Regions from separate parts of the Ovis aries genome. Here region 2 is linked to region 1. Evidence: chromatin contacts called from public Hi-C data. All regions are on one chromosome and are shown on one strand. The core of a region is the stretch at or near the end of the contact, and the rest is flanking DNA. Distances in the headings are between cores, read along the strand shown. Region 1 has its middle 37 kb from the start of CDK1. Region 2 overlaps RHOBTB1 (Rho related BTB domain containing 1).

The links. Hi-C and Micro-C count contacts between places; a contact is called where the count stands out from the background.
Region 2: a Hi-C map of liver shows a contact between it and region 1, with 5 times the contacts expected there. The contact joins two enhancer-like sites. A contact is called at or near these places in 9 of 16 Hi-C or Micro-C datasets (hypothalamus, liver, mesenteric adipose tissue and 5 more).

What each region holds. Positions count from the first base shown.
Region 1 is chr25:15,850,636-15,855,925 of ARS-UI_Ramb_v3.0, forward strand. It overlaps the pseudogene LOC101121063. Among named protein-coding and RNA genes, the nearest start is that of CDK1, 37 kb to the left of the region's middle. Within about 2 kb of position 3,171, at least 2 of the 54 cell types and tissues checked have an H3K27ac peak or open chromatin away from gene starts, as enhancers often do. A contact at or near this core is called in liver, where this site is marked.
Region 2 is chr25:16,009,712-16,014,614 of ARS-UI_Ramb_v3.0, forward strand. It overlaps RHOBTB1 (Rho related BTB domain containing 1), which reads right to left. Exons shown (of 14, transcript XM_060406492.1): 4 at 4,743-4,809. Among named protein-coding and RNA genes, the nearest start is that of RHOBTB1, 42 kb to the right of the region's middle. Within about 2 kb of position 2,805, at least 7 of the 54 cell types and tissues checked have an H3K27ac peak or open chromatin away from gene starts, as enhancers often do. A contact at or near this core is called in liver, where this site is marked.

The DNA.
Region 1 (5,290 bases), core at 1,921-4,420:
GATTATGTGGTTACCCAGTTCTTTGATGGCTTCTACCTGCTCATTTAGGTACTGAGTCTCAGTGAAGTGACACAGATAGGGGTCATTTTTTTCAGTGGCCAGCGTGCTCAGTTCCAGTAGTGACTGATCCACACTTCTTTCCAAGCACAGCGCACATTCCCTTGCATTCAGCCCATTCTCCCTGTCATCGTGGTCTGGCTTCTTGATATCCTGAAGGAAGATTCGGCCACCTTGTTGGTTCTGCAGCTTCATCGGTTTCTCAGTATGTTCCCTCTCCTCATGAGATTGGTGAAGAAAGTATTTGGCAAAGTTCTTCAAAGCCACATCATTGTGGTCAAAATAGTATGACATGGGCAGGTAGGCGTAGGAGGTGTAGAGCTCCAGGTTGATCTGGCCGTTGATGGAGGCCTCCAAGTACTGGCGGTAGTTCTAGGGCACCTGCAAGGAGGGTGCAGTCGTCACGGCGGGTGGCTGACAAGAGGCAGCGGTGACCGGCGGCGGCGGCGTGGCGGCAGGGACCTTGGGCGGTCGGAGGGCCCTGTCAGGTGGTGAGGAGGGCTGGCTCTGAGTGGCCAGCAGGTGCGGGGGGATGAGCAGCCGGTTCAGTTCAAGCACTATTGAAGCAACAAACTGGCGACTCTCTGCGAAGCCTATCACTATAGTTTTATAATATGCTTTAATTTCTGCTTTGGAAGAAATTTGGTAATTATTTTTTTTTTTCACGTAGAACTGGAATAGGTCAGTTTTTGTTGCAATCCCAAAGAAGGGCAATGTCAAAGAACGTTCAAACTATTATACAATTGCACTCATTTCACATGGTAGCAAGATAATGCTCAAAATCCTACAAGCTAGGCTTCAGCAGTATGTGAACTCAATGGACATGAATTTGAACAAACTCCAGGAGACAGTGGAGGACAGAGAAGCCTGTCTTGCTGCAGTCCATACGGCCTCAAATATTTGGACACAACTTAGAGACTGAACAGCAACAACAATAGTATAATGAAACAGAAAATGCTTATTAGTATCAGTGTTTTTTCTGGGCTTATTTCTGTGTCTACACCCTTCTCCATGTAGGCCTTGATATTGACATTTGCATCCATACTTGTGTAGACTTCTACACTGTATAGATTGTCACACTGGTGTGCATATAGGATCACAGCTGATATATAATTTGGTGTTGTGCTTTTTTAACACTATATCATATCTTTTTTGTATATTTTACAAAGCTTCCAATAATATTTTTTATTGTTATATATTATTTACTATATTTATTTTTTAAAAATCAAGAATTATGCAAGCAGGTTTTTAATCTCCATTGACACTAGTCAGGCCACAGGACTGGAAAAGGTCAGTTTTCATTCCAATCCCAAAGAAAGGCAATGCCAAAGAATGCTCAAACTACCGCACAATTGCACTCATCTCACACGCTAGTAAAGTAATGCTCAAAATTCTCCTAGCCAGGCTTCAGCAATAAGTGAACCGTGAACTTCCAGATGTTCAAGGTGGTTTTAGAAAAGGCAGAGGAACCAGAGAACAAATTGCCAGTATCCGCTGGATCATCGAAAAAGCAAGAGAGTTCCAGAAAAACATCTACTTCTGCTTTATTGACTATGCCAAAGCCTTTGACTGTGTGGATCACAATAAACTGTGGAAACTTTTGAAAGAGATGGGAGTACCAGACCACCTGAACTGCCTCTTGAGAAACCTATATGCCGGTTAAGAAGCAACAGTTAGAACTGGACATGGAACAACAGACTGGTTCCAAATAGGAAAAGGAGTATGTTAAGGCTGTATATTGTCACCCTGCTTATTTAACTTCTATGCAGAATACATCATGAGAAACACTGGGCTGGAAGAAGCACAAGCTGGAATCAAGATTGCTGGGAGAAATATCAATAACCTCAGGTATGCAGATGACACCACCCTTATGGCAGAAAGTGAAGAGGAACTAAAAAGCCTCTTGATGAAAGTGAAAGAGGAGAGTGAAAAAGTTGGCTTAAAGCTCAACATTCAGAAAACGAAGATCATAGCATCTAGTTCCATCACTTCATGGCAAATAGATGGGGAAACAGAGGAAACAGTGTCAGGCTTCATTTTTTTGGGCTCCAAAATCACTGCAGATGGTGATTGCAGCCATGAAATTAAAAGACGCTTACTCCTTGGAAGGAAAGTTATGACCAACCTAGATAGCATATTCAAAAGCAGAGACATTACTTTGCCAACAAAGATCCGTCTAGTCCAGGCTATGGTTTTTCCAGTAGTCATGTATGGATGTGAGAGTTGGACTGTGAAGAAAGCTGAGCACCGAAGAATTGATGCTTTTGAACTGTGGTGTTGGAGAAGACTCTTGAGAGTCCCTTGGACTGCAAGGAGATCCAACCAGTCCATTCTGAAGGAGATCAGCCCTGGGATTTCTTTGGAAGGAATGATGCTAAAGCTGAAACTCCAGTATTTTGGCCACCTCATGTGAAGAGTTGACTCATTGGAAAAGACTGTTATGCTGGGAGGGATTGGGGGCAGGAGGAAAGGGGGATGATAGAGGATGAGATGGCTGGATGGCATCACGGACTCGATGGACGTGAGTCTGAGTGAACTCCGGGAGTTGGTGATGGAACGGGAGGCCTGGCGTGCTGCGATTCATGGGGTCGCAAAGAGTCAGACACGACTGAGCAACTGAACTGAACTGAACTGAACTGATACTAGTTTGGGTGAAGAAATAAAGTTTGCAGGGTTATTATTTATACATTTCATCTAAATACTAAACAAGCTAAATAAACAATCTGTTAGTTGCTAAAAGCTTAGAATTATAAAGAATGAGAGCTCATTTAGAATCACTGTTCCTTGTCTGTTTTTAGTGAAAAGATTTCAGTATTTTTCAGAGTTATTACTGAGTAGCTTGTGCAATACTGTTTGCAGGAGAGAGTCCAACAAAAAGGCAAAACAAAAGTTATGTCCTTCTTTTCCTTTCCAGAACACAGCATGTTTATCCTTTCTATGGGGTAAATTTGAGTAGTTCCCATAGAGCAAAACAGCCTGGAACTCTAGAGTGATTTCAGCCAACTGGTAAATAAAAAGCAAATAACATAAATCAAGAAATACTTGTGGGAGAATGAACTAGATCACTTTTGTCATCCCACCGCTTTTGGCTGTGTCTCTGGCAGTTGACCACAAGATGTCACTATGGCATCTTTAATCCTAATAATCCTGTAGCTGGCTGGGGGTAGGGAAAGAACAAGGAAGAAAATCTTACAGTTTATGCAAAATGGAATTTTCTTTTTTCTGGCTGCCTGCCAGGCTAATAAAAAAAAAAACTTTTTTTAAACCAGTGCATGAATTGAAAAGGCTTTCAAGAAACATCTGCACAGTGAAACTGTTAACTCCGAAGAAGTCCAGCATTGTATTTATACTGTATAAATTAAAATGGAAAATAAAAACCCATTTGGGCCAATGTGCAAAATCTCCAAAGCAAGAGAAAAGTACTTCTGAAGTCAATCCATTTTCGAAACGATGGCATTAAATATGGAGGATGTAATAGTCTAAAACAACTGAAATTCCGCCCAGTGAAGCTTTAAATAACCAGTTTCTCAAAACAAATATTGTTAATTAACCAAATTTCCCTCCATGGACTCAGATTTTAGAGGAAAGAAACAAATCATTTTTTTAAAAATGCAATCTCAAATGTTTCTCGGCTGAAATGGTTTTCAGAAATGGCTAGCACAGACTGTAGCATCCCCTCCATAGGACACATCTACAGGTCAGCAGAGGAGAGCCACTGCTTTGGATCATGATTCTGAAGAACTGAAAATCATAAAAAAAAAAATCCTGTTTATTTATTTATAGAAAGCGAGAAAGTGCTTTTAAAAACCAGCTGTACCCAGAACACATCTTGTATTCGAACAGCCATCTTTTAGGTGGTCTGCCCAGCTCCACACCTGTATATGGGCAACCATACTGTACCCTTATACCCCACAATCACTGTATGACTGGCATATTCTGTGACCCATCCAGTGTTCTCACCAGTAGCTAGCAACCTGACCAATATCTCTTTCTTAAGAATTTGGGATTAAGTCAGTTGACCCTTTTTCCTAATGACTGGACAATGACAGACAAACTCTGGAAATGTTGGTCACCATATTTTTTATCTTGCCAGCCAAGAAGCAAAATCAGAAGTCTACAGAGAGAGAGAATGATGAAGGGGATCCTGAGGACCACTGACAGAGAGGAAGCCTTGGTGGCATCCAGGATTCCAGTTCCATCTTGTCCTTGAGTCCAGAGTCCACCCTTTTTTCCTTTTTTTTTTTTTTAATGAGAAAACACGCTGCATCTTCATAGTAAATGATCATTTTGTTCAACCAAAATACTCTTATGACTCTTCAGGATAATCTGGAGCTCAAGTCATTGTAATTCTTTCTCTTTGCTCTCCAATCCTTCTCTGTTCTCCAGCTGTCTTCGGCCCCCCATCCAGACATTTAGGTTATGGGATATTTTATTTGGTCACTTGAAGCAACACTTATGGCTTGTGGAGGGACAGTGAGAGTAACCTAGACAGGCCTCAGGGAATACTTTGAAACATCAGTCTGCACAATCTTTGGGTGAAATGGATCTATGAATTAGGATTCTACAATAGCACTTCCCAAAATTTGTCCCTTAGAACATTAATCATGAAAGTCTTAAGAATACAAATAAAGTATTCCATAGTAAAATAAGTCTGTGAAAAAAAGCAAAATATATCTCCCTCTTGCATGTGCACAAGAGGGGGACTAAAGATCCTCTTGATGAAAGTGAAAGAGGAGAGTGAAAAAGTTGGCTTAAAACTCAATCTTCAAAAAACTAAGATCATGGCATCTGGTCCCATCACTTCATGGCAAATAGATGGGAAAACAATGGAAACAGTGACAGACTTTATTTCCTTGGGCTCCAAAATCAGTGCAGATGGTGACTGCAGCCATGAAATTAAAAGACGCTTGCTCCTTGGAAGAAAAGCTATGACCAACCTAGACAGCATATTAAAAAGCAGAGACATTACTTTGCCAACAAAGGTATGTCTAGTCAAAGCTATGGTTTTTCCAGTAGTTGTGTATGGATGTGAGAGTTGGACTATAAAGAAAGCTGAGTGCCAAAGAATTAATACTTTTGAACTGTGGCAGTGGGGAGTCCCTTGGACTGCAAGGAGATCCAACCAGTCCATCCTAAAGGAAATCAGTCCTGAATATTCGTTGGAAGGACTGATGCTGAAGCTGAAACTCCAATATTTTGGCCACCTGATGTGAAGAACTGACTCATTGGAAAA
Region 2 (4,903 bases), core at 1,555-4,054, 160 kb after region 1:
ATTCAGTTAGACCAAATATTCAAACTGGACATACTCATGAGAGAGCTTTATGTGATGTTAGTATTCTGGACCATGTCCCCATCGTCCATCAGACACTTTCTTATTTATGGGCGGTCGCAGCCCACGTCATGAAGAATTTCCAGTGACTACAGCGGGACTGCGTGCTCTGTGGCCTCCTGGGAAGGGCTGGAAGCTTAGCTACCCCCAACTCCCCACCTCTAATACCTTTGAAATTATTATTATTGCCTTGGGAAGATGCGGTCTTCATCATGGCCGCAGTGTTGAGAGTCAGATGGTGGAGTCTGTATTTATACAGTATAGTTGCTTTATAATATTATGTTAGTTTTTTACTGTACAGCAAAGTAAATCAGCTGTATGTATACATATATCCCCTCTTTTTTTGGGGTATTTCCTTCCCATTTAGGTCACCACGGAGCACTGAGTTCCCTGAGCTCTATAGAAGTCTTATTAGTTATCTGTTTTATATATATCAGTGGTGTATATATGTCAAGCCCAATCTCCCAGTTCATAACCCCCAGAAGTGCTTTTAATAAAGCTGTAAATTCTAAGTCAGATAGGTATTACAGTGCTATTAAATGTAATGGTTGTTTATATTTTTAAAGGAGGTGGCCATTTTTTTCTCTTCCTGAGACCCAGTGCTAGGACTGTCCTGAGTAGAAACTTTCAAAATGAGCCACGTGGTTGAAAACATCTGCTGATGAATTATATGCAGTTAGTGATCTCTGCAGCTCTTGTTGGAACTGATATTAAAATCACCTATCTCTGACCTTCAAAATAACCCTTCTCAACAGAAAAAGAGGCACTTTTCTATAACAGATAATATATCAAAATATGCGCAACTGGTTATATTTTCCTTTTAAATATAAGAACACAGAAGTGGTAGGGGATAGAAGAATGATTAACATTTAACAGCAGACATTTCATAATTTCATAGGCTTATCTCAATCCACAAATGCAAAACAAAGTCAGGAGGCCAAATTGGCTTTTAAACATACTCTTTCTACAAACACTGTTTTCTACCCTTCAGGGGAAATTTCCACATCCTCAGGAAGAAGCAAATTACATAGTGTATTTTTTTCCCCTCATAAAATATCTAGTGTAAATGTCTAGGTCTTTTGCAATCCTAATTTTCTGTTTTGTTCTAAGGAAGCTTTCCACTTGACAAATACTTAGATGCTTATCTGTCCTTTGATACAGATTTAATATTATTCTTTGTAGCCCTGGAAATAACCAATGGCTTGGTCCATTATGGCCAAATAGAAATAATTTAAAAAACACTATGGTTTCTGGTCCATTTGTAACAATTTTGTCCCCTTCCTGGCTTGGTCCTGGCATCCTGAGCATAACCTATATGCTGACAATACTATGATTCTGTTACTTGACCTCTGCAGGGCAGTATCACTTAAACTGCCCACCAATTTCTGTGTATTTAAACAAATACATCATTCCTAATCTAGGATTGGACCATCATAAATGGCTAGTTAGACCGTCAGGCATATCGTTAGGATTGGAAGTCTGTTTTCTAATGTCTCAAGGTCTTTGATTGTAGTGCAGACCATGGATACAAATGTGATGGCAGAAGTCCCCCAGAAAGTATTGCAAATACATGTAGTTTTCAGCCAAAGCAGCCTGTGTAAACAAGCAACCACATAAACCACACTATTTGGCTTGAATGGCAGGAATGTCCTCAGCCACTCACTGTCATACAGGTAGACCGTTTTTTGTTACCCACTGCTCCATACAAAAAAACCCAAATGGCTCAGCAAATATTTACTGAATTACAATTCTGGCATTTGTTAATCTTTTTCTTTACACACATCTTGCTCCCAGTTTTATAAAATGAAAGTGAATAGAGAGGTTTAATTAGCAAATAATCCAAATACAATTAAAAAAAAAGATTGTTATCTTCCAGAAGATAAATTCACAAGCATGACAAGAGGCTTTTAGGGCAGTCTTACAAAAAGGCTCTTTTGAAAGCTGCACCCTTTGCATAAAAATGTCTATGAGCAGAATAAAATATTTAAACAAGCAGCATTAACTAAAAAAGAAAACCTCAGCATTAGAAAAACACACACTCAGGCTCTCCTTTCCCATTTAGGTAGCTTCAGGTGGTTGGTCATCACCTTTTAAATAGAAAGTTATGGGCTCTGTTGGACCAGGCAAGGTGTTCATACGCATTCAAAAGAAATCCATGTGTCAGAGAAGCAGATTCTTATGGCACATTGCTGCTAGCTGGGTATACTCCTGTGTTGTCCTTCTCTGGATAATGTGATTGAGCATCACTTTCTTAATTATAAGCTCCTTATAGGAGTTTCTTTGTTCCACACACTGCCAAATGCAATACCTAATAGGTGACTCCTGAATGAATGGATGGATGGATGGATAGGCATTCAGTAATAACTCTGGACTGTTTCAAACCAGCTGAAAGAAAAAAACTTTGATTTCTTTGCCTTGGCCCAATTTATTTTTCCTCCAACTGTCTCGTGCCCTTCTCTACTCCAAAAATGCATGAAAAATGCATAAAAAGGACCAACTAGGGTGTGTGTGTGTGTGTGTGTATGTGTGAAGTAATACAAACATAAAATACAATCTTCATATAATGTACTTTCAGTCTCTTTAAAAGTATACTTCATGCAGGTCCTTTTGTAGTATTTAATGCTTTTACTAGTTAGGTATTCAGAAATAGACATACCACTGCCAGCTTGCATACAGCAGGTAGGTCAGTGGAAGATGATTACGAGACTGGAGTGGAGGTTATCACCAGAGGCTGAGAGAGAAAATCCTTTCCTGTGTTTTGGGCCACCGCTGCCCTCTAGGGGACACATGGAAAATAAGCAAAGTCTCCAACCTGCTAGAAAGTTAAGACCTTGGAAAATCATTTGCTGCCTCACTTTTATTAAGGAAAGCTTAATGAAAAGCTAATTAAAATTACTTCAAGGATAGCTGTATAATCCCCCCCCCAAATCTTTACATCACATGCTCTTTTATGGTCACCCAATTTAGAGTCCCTCTCGGCTGATAAAAGGTTTTGTATTTTGTCTATACTGATGTTCCTGTGGAATTTTAAACCTGTTTTTTCTTGCCCTGTTAAGGAACAGCTGCTTATTATGACTAACATGTTAGTCACTGTTTATACTTTCAGCTTTCGGTGTTCCAGAAACCTGCAACCCTGGCTCCTTCCGTCTTTTTTCACAAAGTCAGTGTGTATGGAGGAAAATGTGCAAACATTTCCAAAGTTGCCAAATTGATCCTTATTTCTAGACAAAAGAAGTGTCACTGATTTGAAGACCAAAAAATCAGCTTGTGATTTCCACATGGGAGATATAACTTAAAGTACCCCTGGGTCCTTCAACCGTCTCGATATAAAGCTTGAAAAATTAGGGACAGTATCTTTTGTAATCCTACTTTATAAGCAGAAAGTAATATACTTTCACTTCCAACTCTTAAAGGAGAATTTAAATAATACTAAATGAGGTTTTTTGGAAGTGGATATTCTTGAGAAAATTTCATGAGTTTTGGATGATATTGTGAAAGAGCCACTTACATAACATCTGTTTGTTCATCCATTTAACATTTGTTGAGTATTCCATTACTCAAAAGACACTATCTTAGGAGGCGTATAAAGAAACTTACCATTCTGTAGAACAGAACTGTATGACAGTAACACATTTTGTCCTGTATTAGATTTGACTTTGTTCAACAAATAAAAAATATCAAGATGCTTATGTTTTATGTATCTTATCTACTAGACTTCAAGTATCTAGAGAAAAGGGAATTTATTTTGCTCATGTTTGTATCACCAGTATCTTGGATGATTTAATTTCTCAAGCCTAATAGTAGTCCTTTAAGTGTGTGTTTTTGTTCCCAGTTTCTGGGTAAATTATTCAGCAGTTTATAAGCTAGAATGTAATTGAGATTTAAACCCAAGTGTGTCTGATCATTGATATTATGATATTTCCATGCTTATATGCCTAGCATAGTGCCTGCACATTGTAGGTGTTCAAAAATATTTGAATAAGAATTAGTTGGTGTGGTTTTCCTAAGTAGTATATTCTTTGCTTCCATTTTGGTGTATCAGGTGCTTCAAACAGTGTTTGGTACATAATAGGGCCTCAAAATTGTTGAATGAATGAATATAGATTTATTAGGAAGTCTCTTTTCAGTATTTTTCCATTACCTTAATTCTTACAGTATATCCACAATGGTAGAATAATGTTTTAAGACTAAATGAAACGAATGTTTTATGAAATATGTGTTGATGGTGTCTCTAACGAACTGTCCTGGAATTCATTTTCAGCTGAACTCAGGACATCAGATAGGTCATTGATGTACCTTCTTGGCAATTTCATTGTACAAAGATTTGAGGAAATGAATGGGGGAGCTGATATTTAAAAAAAAATGAATCAAGTTAATTAATCAAGTTAGAATCAAGTTCTAACTCATAGGAAATAATAAGAATCTTAAAGAACAATAGAAATAAGAGTTTTAAAAACTGATGGGGATAAAAATTCTGAAAAAAATCAGAGAAATATGGTAAATTTATGAGACCAGATTTTTAAAAATTCAGGGGACAGATTAGAAGAACTCTATAGCATAAAAATTTCAAAGGGAAAATATCTTGAAAAGATTGAAAAGGTTGCAAATATTCTAAACAAACCCCAAAGCTCTTAATGTCAGTTTTTATGGTATTAGGATTATGAGTAATTTCTTAAAAATTTTACCTTTCCACATTTTTAACTTGTCTATGAGATGGTTTTCAGGTAAACAGAGAAGCTCCGATTATATTATCTAAAAAATAAAACAAAAGTCACTTTAAAACAAGCAGTTTCTACCATATACAGTTGCACATCATTCTGATGTGGTTTTTATATGACATTCTTTC